2 separate regions of the Drosophila melanogaster genome follow, and region 1 is linked to region 2. A link is a contact called in public Hi-C data. All regions are on one chromosome and are shown on one strand. Each heading gives the region's core, a stretch centred on a gene start, on an enhancer-like site or on the middle of the called end of the contact. The rest is flanking DNA. Distances are from core to core; before and after follow the strand shown.

Region 1 (4,593 bases), core at 1,116-3,615, 5.3 Mb after region 2:
AAGTTACCCAGCACAGGCGGATCTTTTACGCGACTAAAACGACTGGCAAGGCACGAAACAGTGCCGCCGTCATCTTGATTACGCACCCGCGGCGTTCGTTGTTTGAATCTCTTCGGGCGCTGGCCCAAATCAGGATACTCTTCGGCACTCACAACAAAGCTACGATCAGGCTTAGTGACTTCTTTAGATAAGCGCCAGACGTTAACATTTGGTTTGTAGACACCGGCCTTCGGTGTGGGAGTCATAATAGGCGTCACATCGCTTTCGACCAGGCCATTCGATGGTATGGTGCTGGGCATTGGGGGATACATTAATATATTTGCTTATTATAATGGTGTAAATAGAATATTCTACCCTATGGAGCTTGTGTTGGCATTTTGAGTAACTTCACGAACTTCACCATCGTCATCGTTGCGCAAGAAAACATTAAGCTGGAGGGGAATGTGCCTACGAGGGTCCTTTTTCTCTAGTTTATTCGTAGATGACATGCTTCCAGTTGATATGTGCTGGCTGAGCTCGCAAAGTATCCAGTGATTAGGTAGCTAGCACCCAACTTTAATTCGCAGTCGTGGGCGTGGGCTAAGAAATGTTGTTAATATTATGATTATTCATGATAGTGACATCCAAATGAGTATGTCCTAGTTTACCAGGCATATTTAATTTCACGTGTTTATGATGTCCTGAATACCAGATTCACTTACCTCTAAGGCGAACTAATTTTGGGCGATGAAGGCAATTGGTGACACGAGGTGTCTGAACTGCCGAAATAGGCAAGACAGCCAAGATACGATAGGTTTCCGTGACGCGCAGCTTTTGGTATTCACTCATGGGCCGCGAGCAGCTCGAACAAAAGGGTGCTGAAAGATATCAAGAAGATGGATTAGCAATGGAGCTGGCACAGGATCTCGTGAACAAGGAATGCTGGGTTAGATAACATTTTGTTAGACAGGGTTCCGAGGGTTGTGAGTATGGCTAGAGGTTAGAGGTTGTTAGTTAGAGGTTGTTGGCTGTGCCACAATTTGGATAAAGTGCACGTTGTTTCTTTATGTTCCTAGCCTATGGGACCTACCATCTGTTGAGCTGGTCTGTATGGCATTTCGCATACAGCCACTGCCGCAGTACCAGATCGATTGTAGGCTACAATGGAATATCAGGATATAAATTACACATATTATCAAAGATTGGTACACCCTAGCAGAGCAGCTGTGTGTTTTATAATTAATATGTTTAGAAACAGATATTGCCTAAAGCATAAGAAAATAATACATGCAATAGACAAATAATAAATACCATTAACCCACTTAAATAAAAAATAACGATAATACGATCCATGCTTTTTTAACTTTAACAACAATGAACATTCATAGAAAGTTAATGGGATATAGATATACTTCTTTTGTAGGTTGGTATTTACACTTAAGAGACTAAGCTTAAAACCCTCTTGAACTAAACCAAAAAGGGTAAACCAGCTTGGCTAGCTTGGTTAGTTAAGAACTATAACTATAATTAATCAGGCATGACAGGATACATAGTACCCAAACATAACCAAATCGAATAAGAAAAATGTGGAAAAAGCACACCAAAGCAAACTAGGGGAACATTGCAATTCTCTGCCAGGACATGTACAAACTGTAAAACTGACACCAGTGTTTCTTGCGGCGTGAAAGCGGCTAGGATGCCCCGGATCTGGGACAAGCCCAGCCGGGTCAACTGGTCCCGCGGCTCGAACTGCAGGCCCGGCGTAAAGGGCAGTCCCACCAGGCGCCAGTGGGCGTGCAGCTGGTTGATATCGATGGGCTTCAGGCCAGCGTCCTTGAGATGTGAGCGGATCAAGCCATAAACCGAGTAGCGGACCGCTTCTTGAAACTGCAGCGGTTCCTCGACGATGAGCTGCAGTAGTTGCGGTGAGATATCGAGTAGTTGCCGGTATTCGAAGTCCAGGCGCAGCTGGATGGGGGCCAGCAGGTCCTCTGGCCGCCGGGAGCTCATATAGTTCGCCACAAAGCGGCCAGAGGAGACCTGGACCAGCTTGAGCAGCTGCGTCTGCCGGCAAAAGTGCTCAACCAACTTCTGATCGTGGAATCTGTATTGTATATTAGCATTTCGTGTTTTATGTCTTTAGGAGCCTGCGAAAATAAATGCGCCCTGTTTTTTAACCAGGATTACCGTGCACTTACTGGCTTTTTAATGGAGTCTCGTTTACAACTGATGATCCTTCGCTTGCATCCACTGTGAACATTATACACTAATCCAGAAATGTGAACTTATTTCAATCCGACCTACTACCAAAGAATTTTAAAATGAAGTGTTTGACTAAGGAAAAATTGGAATTAAAACCGATTGCGATATGAAGTGTACCTATCGAGCCCTGATTTAAATCGATACTGAAGTTTTTCGATCGGGTAATGTGTGACTTAGATTTTAAATGTCGTTAAATGACTAATGACTAGCCTCCTACAATAAATGGATCTTTTGTTGCTTTGGCATAGAGTTCTTCAAAAGCGAAGAATAGAATATATAAATGTAGAATTTAAGGGCTTAAAACAATCGGAGTATTGTAAACTGTTGCCAGCTTTCCAATACATTTATTTTAGAAAAGTGATGCCAGATCGATGGAGTATCGCAACTATCTATAGATTTTATACACTAAAAAAACCGTATTTTAGTGATCTATCGTGAGTAGTTAGAGAAATATCTATGAAAGAAATTGTATCAATATCGATAAAAAAAACTTTTTAAAGTTTCAATTTGTTTAAACCATGTAATTTACTTTAATTTTTTAGCTAAATTTCATTTCAATATTTTTAGCTATTCCAAGCAAGACAATTTCACGTTTTACTCACGCTTAACCTCACATATTTCTGACACCAGCAGCCCGATAGAAAATAGCTAAAATATCCGTTCTTCTCTGACAACCAAGTTTATTATAAACTAAAAACTATAAAAAAAGAATGGTCTGAAGTGAATTTTTCATCTTGTTGTTTATTTTAGTTTTAGTGTATCATTTCTCAGTGTACACACGTTATTTGTATAAAAAAAAACAGACAGAAGTTTGTTTTTGCTGGTGATGATGTCTCCTTAACGGTTGGACTTGGCGACACGCTCCAACTCATCCTTCTTCTTGATGGCGTACGAGTTGGAAGATCCCTGGAAATACATTTAAACACAAGTTATTAGTATTGGCTATCAATGTTTTTCTAGATCTTTTATATGTTAATTGCGCTGTTATGTTACTGTTACTGCATTGTATGGATTCATCGCTTCTAAATAAATAAATATAAAAAAACAAGTCCCTAACTTATTTAAAGCTAGTGTTCCTTTACGTTTCTCATGTGCATTGAACTAAGCAATATTACAAGCACAAGGATAATAAAGGATGGAAATTAATCTGGTCCAAAAGCGAGACTACATAATTAAACCACCATGCAGAATTAGATTGGACCTATTATTAAGCTCTATATACCAACTCTTAAATAGTTTGCTAATGTTCTTTTACGTTTCTCGTGTGCATTAGACTGATATTGTCACAAGCACAAGGATAATAAAGGATGGTGATTGTTCTGGTCCAAAAGCGAGACTACATAATTAAACCACTATGCAGAATTAGATTGGACCCCCGCTATCCTAATCGAATCAGTTCCTAAATGCTAATTCATAAAAGTGTTCTTTTACGTTTCTCGTGTGCATAGGACAGTTAAGTGGTCACTAGCACAAGGATAATAAGAGATTTGGAGTTTGATCTGGTCCAAAAGCGAGACTACATAAATAAACCATGATGCAGAATTAGATTGGACTAGTTGAAATGACTAGCTGTGTCACTAGAAGGAAGAAAAGAGCTATTTCGAAGCTCAATTCTTGGGTTAATCCGAGTGCCGAACGTGGTTCTCGATCTGGTCTACAAGCGAGGCCAGGCATTTTGGTAGTACAATGCCAAGCATTAGAGTAGACCACCCCATTCCCACTTTGATCTCGCCACAAGCCCAATTTACCCACCTTAGCAGCGTTGATCAGCTCATCAGCCAGGCACTCGGCGATGGTCTTGATGTTCCTGAAGGCAGCCTCACGAGCTCCAGTGCACAGCAGCCAGATAGCCTAAAGGAAATATACGGAAAAAAATTAATTAAGTAACTTTATGAACGCAATCACAGCAGCGTAAGAATTTGGGGTTCTTATCGTTAGTAAAATGAAAGTGTGTTATGCAATTGATAATGTCTCTTCGTTTCATACGCCAAATGTCGGCTATACTACACATTATGACGCTACGGATATTAGATAGATTTTCGTTCTGGCCAAGTGTTATAAGCAAGCAGTCTCTAAACGAACCACAAGCCATTGCTACCGGCCACCGTGAGCACATGCATCTGGAAGGCAAATCTTCAGAAGAAACCCACCTGGTTGACGCGACGCAGGGGCGACACATCGACGGCCTGGCGACGGACGGTACCGGCACGTCCAATACGGGTGGAGTCCTCACGGGGTCCCGAGTTGATGATGGCGCTGACCAGGATCTGCAAAGAGGTCACAAAAAAAAATCGAAATGAGTAAGCTATCACTTGATCCACTCGAAGCACCAAAGTAGAATTTTTGCTGTTG
Region 2 (4,899 bases), core at 518-3,017:
GCTCCTCATTGTACTCATAGTAGAGCTCCTTGCCGGTGAGAATATCTTTTGGTGGGAAATACTTCAAATTCAGCACCAGCTCCTGTACATTATCAAAGGCTGGACGCTGAGCATGGAAACGGAAACCGGTTTCCTCATTGCGCTGTTGCTCCTCGTAAACATCCTTCATGGAACCGCAGTTGGCGAAGAGCTTGACGTAGGCAAACGTTGCGGCCAGGACCTCGTCCAGATTCTTAAATCCCTCGTCGGTGAGATAAATGCAAATGTTAAACAGGGAATACATGGAGTTCATATCGAAGCCGTTTTCATCGATGCCAGCAATCAGTTGGAGAGCCCATAAGCGGCGTCTCAGGTAGGCGCACAGGCTGCCACGTCCCTCGTAGCCCAGCAGATACGAGAGGAACTGGTCGGGCTTGCTGCGGTAATACTGACGCACATTCGGCAGCACCCAAGTCAGCTCCAGTTTGGTCTCGTTCTCCACCGGCTTGACGAAGAAGACTTGCTCGTGGAACTCGGCCTTAAAGGCGTCCTTGTAGTTGAAGCTGCTCAAATCGGGAGCCTTCACCTCATTGTGCGGAATACCAGAGAAGTGGCGCACCACGAGTGATTCCAGCTCATCGATGGGCAAACGAGCCTGCAGGCAAACGTACATGCGATTGGCGCCATAGTGCTCTTTGCGGATCTCGTGCAAAATCTTGTGCAGCTCCGCGTCGTCAACGTTCTCTTTTAGCGACTTCATATTGCCCCAGGCAAAGGTGCCGTGGGGGAAACCTTTCGTGGCCAAACTGGCCAGCAGTTGATCACGCCTGGTCTCATCATCCTGAAGAATCTGCTGGAACTCTGAGTCCACAGCGCTGCGCTCGCGTTGCATAGCCTCTTGCTTCATCAGTGGCGCCTTCATCAGGGCCGTAAAATAGTCCAAACTGGAGTCCAGATGCTTCTCGGCTACCTCAAAATAGAAAAGCGTGTCCTCGCAGTCAGTGTTGGCATTGGCAAAGCCGCCGCATTTCTTAATATGTGCATCGAAAATGTTCTCCTTTGGGTACTTCTCTGAGCCCATAAAGATCATGTGCTCGAGAAAGTGTGCCAGTCCCTGGTATTTTGTGGGCTCAGCAAAAGACCCATAGTCAATCAATAGGGCGCAGGCGGCCAGCTTTTCGTCACCTTCCTCGCTGCTCGATTCCTCGCTGCTTTCACTATCGGTGGAGGTAGATGAGGTGGATTCACTGCGTGAGATTATGGAACTGCTGGTCGACACGGTCGACTTAGACGAGGACGACTCGGATGTGGTGAAGCCATCGTGTGGCATGGGACTGGGATCGGAGACAATCAACGCATGCAATCCATTCCCCAAGAGAAGTGTCCTAAGTGAAGACCAACCATTGAATCCAGTTCAACTGGGTTAATAGTCCGCTACTTACTTGTAAAGCTTCTTGTCCGTTTCCGACTTGTCCGGTATGTCCAGATACTTGACCTGGTCGGTCATTTTGCACAACGAGCTGTATGTGATCGCCCGTACGCCGGCTAATTGAGTAATTGGGCTCCGGCGTTTTGTACGTACGTGAAATTCGAATCGTCTAAACAAATGTGCGCTGTATCGCTGCCAGAGCATGCAAAACTCGAATGAGAATGAGACTTATGGCAATCCGTATCAACTGGGATCGGAGCTATGGAAAATCCACGGGGAAAAAATCACAGGCTGTCAAATAGCAAACGCAAAGGCAACTATTTTATATGTTAACGATACAAACTATTAATCGAAAGACGTGGGCTTAGTGATGGACCAGGTCCTTGGGTGTCGCCTTATCGATAACGTCGCAAATGTCAAATGGCTTGTGTGGCGGTATTTTTACATATAGGGAAATGAAAATTGGAAAACATTTTGTGATGTATGACAGTGTTCTTCATAGCTAATTGATTAGTGATTCAGTGTGGTCTTAGACGAAGAAAAAAAACCACACATAACAATTCTATCAATAGGTAATAAAAAATACCAAAAGCTTTGCACCGATTGGCGCGTGCAGATATCGAGAACCGATAGGCTTCGATAGGTTTGGACAAATAACGTCTGGTATCGAAAGGAAATTGTGTTGATTCCAAATAAATCCGATTCCAGCGGAGATGCAGTCGCGCAGCAAGTCCGATATGAAGCCCATACGAAAGGAGATCCTCAATCCGGGAAACGCCTACATCGAGCTAACCCCGGGCACCAGGGTGAGTTACTAAAACCGCTTGGCAGTTTGGCAGGTTTAGTTCCATCTGCGACAGCAAAAGCAAAACAGTGGGAAAATGGGCCAAGGCCAGTGGGTGGTGCAGCCAACAGAGACTCACTCCTCATGATATTGGCCTTTTCCAGGTGAAGTTCCACTTTCAAACGCGGAGGGCCGGCGACAGTCGCATCATCGATGATAGCCGCAAGATGGAGAAGCCCATGGAGCTGGTCCTGGGGAAGAAGTTTAAGCTAGAGGTCTGGGAGCTGATTGTGCAGCAGATGTCCCTTAACGAAGTGGCCAAGTTCACGGTACATAAGTCGGTAAGGGAATATGATATACACAGAGTCTGGACAACCTGATACCCACTGATCTAATTATTCTCCGAACTCTGGCACCTGCAGCTCTGCGCTCAATATCCTTTTATATCCAAGACCCTGCGGGACATTGGCAAGAAACCGGAGGAGCGACGTCACTGCTGCGGAATGACATTGCAGAACGAGGGCATTGGGTACACCGACCTGGATGAGCTGCTGCAAAATCCTTCCGATCTGGAGTTCATCATTGAACTGTTCTCCATTGAGCTGCCCGAGCAGTACGAAAAAGAGCGCTGGCAGATGTCCGACGACGAAAAGATGCTGGCCACCAGTACGCTGCGCGAACGGGGCAACAACTTCTATAAGGCCAGTCGGTTCACAGAGGCGGAGACCTGCTACCGCGAGGCTGTCGGAATTGTGGAGCAGCTGATGCTAAAGGAGAAGCCGCACGACGAGGAGTGGCAGGAGCTGGCGGCCATCAAGACACCGCTGTTGTTGAACTACGCGCAATGTCGGTTGATCGCCGGCGACTTCTACGCTGTGATCGAGCACTGCAACGAGGTGCTCACCCTGGATCCGCGCAATGTCAAGGCACTTTTTCGTCGGGCCAAGGCCCATGCGGGTGCCTGGAATCCAGCACAGGCACGTCGCGACTTCCTCGACGCCTTGGCCTTGGACGCCAGCCTCAAGTCGACCGTGTCTAAGGAGCTCAAGTCCATCGAGGATCAGCAGCAGGCACGTAACGTCCAGGATCGCATTCACATGCAGAAGCTCTTCTAGAACATAAGTTGCGTCAACGTGCTGCTCATGCTGCTTGTCTATTGGAGCAGCTACCTGCAGCGCTAGCAGTACTTGTCACTACCTTCTTTTCTTTCGCTGGCCGTCAGCTTCGCTCATGGTCTCGTGCTGCTCTGCTCGATGGCGAACCTATTCCTCTGCTGCTGGACCCTCAAGAAGCTGCTGCGAGCAATGCAGGGGCTCAGCTGGTGATTTTGCGACAACATAACACAATCAACCAACTCGGTACCATACCACCTCATTTTGTGAGAGCTGCATTTTGGGGCACTATATGCCCATACTCATCCTCCGCCTCGATTCACATTCAACGGTGTAGGCTAAAGGGTCTAAATATAATGTAAATGTACCATCCAGATGCTTGTGTGGAATTGTAATCGTGTGTATATGGAATGAAAAATGTTGTTTGCGTAGCGTTACCAAAAATAGTAATCAAATGTTTCACATTTGTTGTCCATAGTCGTATATGTATGTTTGTATTGTATTGTATATCCCTATATGCGATATTTACTCGTAGCTAGAATCTACTCTAAATCTAGACAAATTGTGTAAGAAGTAATAAATGTGCTTTTGACCGCTGTCTAATTGTTAATTGTAGTTGAAGACTTTATTGTTTGTATACATATATGCGGCAAGCATACGTAATAATATGCATTTGCATAAGAGAGAATACAGTGTATAAAATAAATATCCAAACCTTTAAATGGACAAATAAGGTCGTAAGCAAATTGGTTTCTTCCTTTATATGAGTTTCAAACGATAATACTGTGGTGAGATATCTATTGTGGTTGGTTGGCTGACCGAAAGAAAATTATCGCATTTGCAAAACTAGCCTCACTCCAATGATAAAGAATTATTTTTTCGTGATAATATAGAAAAATACTATTTGCATTTCGAGAAATAAAATATCAAATTGAGTTTAATATTAGGTTTGATTTACTAATTAAAAATCACGATTAAGCGGCATCGTTAACGAGTAATATACACAATAAATACACGATTATTATGAGCTAGGAAAATCTTTGGAGACCAATAAGTGTGTGGGGATCCTACAGCCGCCACAGGCGACTGCTGTTGCCTCCGATGGCGCCCTCAGCCTCGCCGCGCAGCTTGTTGTCGTCGGTGCGCCAGACGAAGGGCTCCAGGCGGTCCTCGTCGTCCAGGAAGTTATTGATCGCCTCCAGACTGGCTATGTTCTCGTGCAGCAGCGAGTTGCATCTGCTCAGCTGATGCGATATGCTCCGAATCTTGGCGAATTGCTCGGCGTACGAGGCGTACGTCTTCTGCATGTCCACGAATCCGGCAAAGAGGGTGGTGATCGAGTTGCTCACCACCTTGGTACGTTCCACGAGGTGATTCTGTTCGCTGGCCACATAGCTGGCGCACAGATTAAGATGTGTTTGCATGCGGGTACATATGTTGATCAAATGCTGCGAGTTTAGTCGCTCCAGAATCTCTGCATCTCGTGTATTGGTCGCCGACGTGATGGATTCACGGAGCACGGGCAGAAACTGCGGTATATTGCGCAATCGTGCCAAGTCCATGTCCACATCCTCGCCAGCATCGATGGCACCGGG

Evidence for each region. Hi-C and Micro-C count contacts between places; a contact is called where the count stands out from the background.
Region 1: a contact with region 2 is called in a Hi-C map of the Kc167 cell line, with 2.4 times the contacts expected there. The contact joins the promoter of mei-217 here to the promoter of Nrd1 in region 2. A contact is called at or near these places in 2 of 107 Hi-C or Micro-C datasets (the Kc167 cell line and embryo).

The regions. Positions count from the first base shown.
Region 1 is chrX:17,140,625-17,145,217 of dm6, forward strand. mei-217 (meiotic 217) reads right to left here and starts at 2,366. Exons shown (of 9, transcript NM_001031898.3): 1 at 2,178-2,366; 2 at 1,643-2,083; 3 at 1,070-1,137; 4 at 702-857; 5 at 355-579; 6 at 1-291. The coding sequence starts at 2,239. The coding sequence ends at 467. It overlaps mei-218 (meiotic 218), which reads right to left and starts at 2,366. Exons shown (of 7, transcript NM_001144743.2): 1 at 1,070-2,366; 2 at 702-857; 3 at 355-579; 4 at 1-291. The coding sequence starts at 488. RpS5a (Ribosomal protein S5a) reads right to left here. Exons shown (of 5, transcript NM_078658.3): 3 at 4,392-4,508; 4 at 3,994-4,092; 5 at 2,964-3,147. The coding sequence ends at 3,079. snoRNA:Psi28S-1192d (a small nucleolar RNA gene) reads right to left here and starts at 3,444; the gene lies at 3,310-3,444. It also overlaps snoRNA:Psi28S-1192c, snoRNA:Psi28S-1192b, snoRNA:Psi28S-1192a, snoRNA:Psi28S-2876 and snoRNA:Psi18S-1854c.
Region 2 is chrX:11,867,126-11,872,024 of dm6, forward strand. It overlaps Nrd1 (Nardilysin), which reads right to left and starts at 1,768. Exons shown (of 4, transcript NM_132529.4): 1 at 1,422-1,768; 2 at 1-1,364. The coding sequence starts at 1,612. It overlaps CG1847, which reads left to right and starts at 2,045. Exons shown (of 3, transcript NM_167311.3): 1 at 2,045-2,214; 2 at 2,357-2,533; 3 at 2,615-4,043. The coding sequence starts at 2,122. The coding sequence ends at 3,373. BORCS5 (BLOC-1 related complex subunit 5) reads right to left here. Exons shown (of 1, transcript NM_132531.2): 1 at 4,174-4,899. The coding sequence ends at 4,372.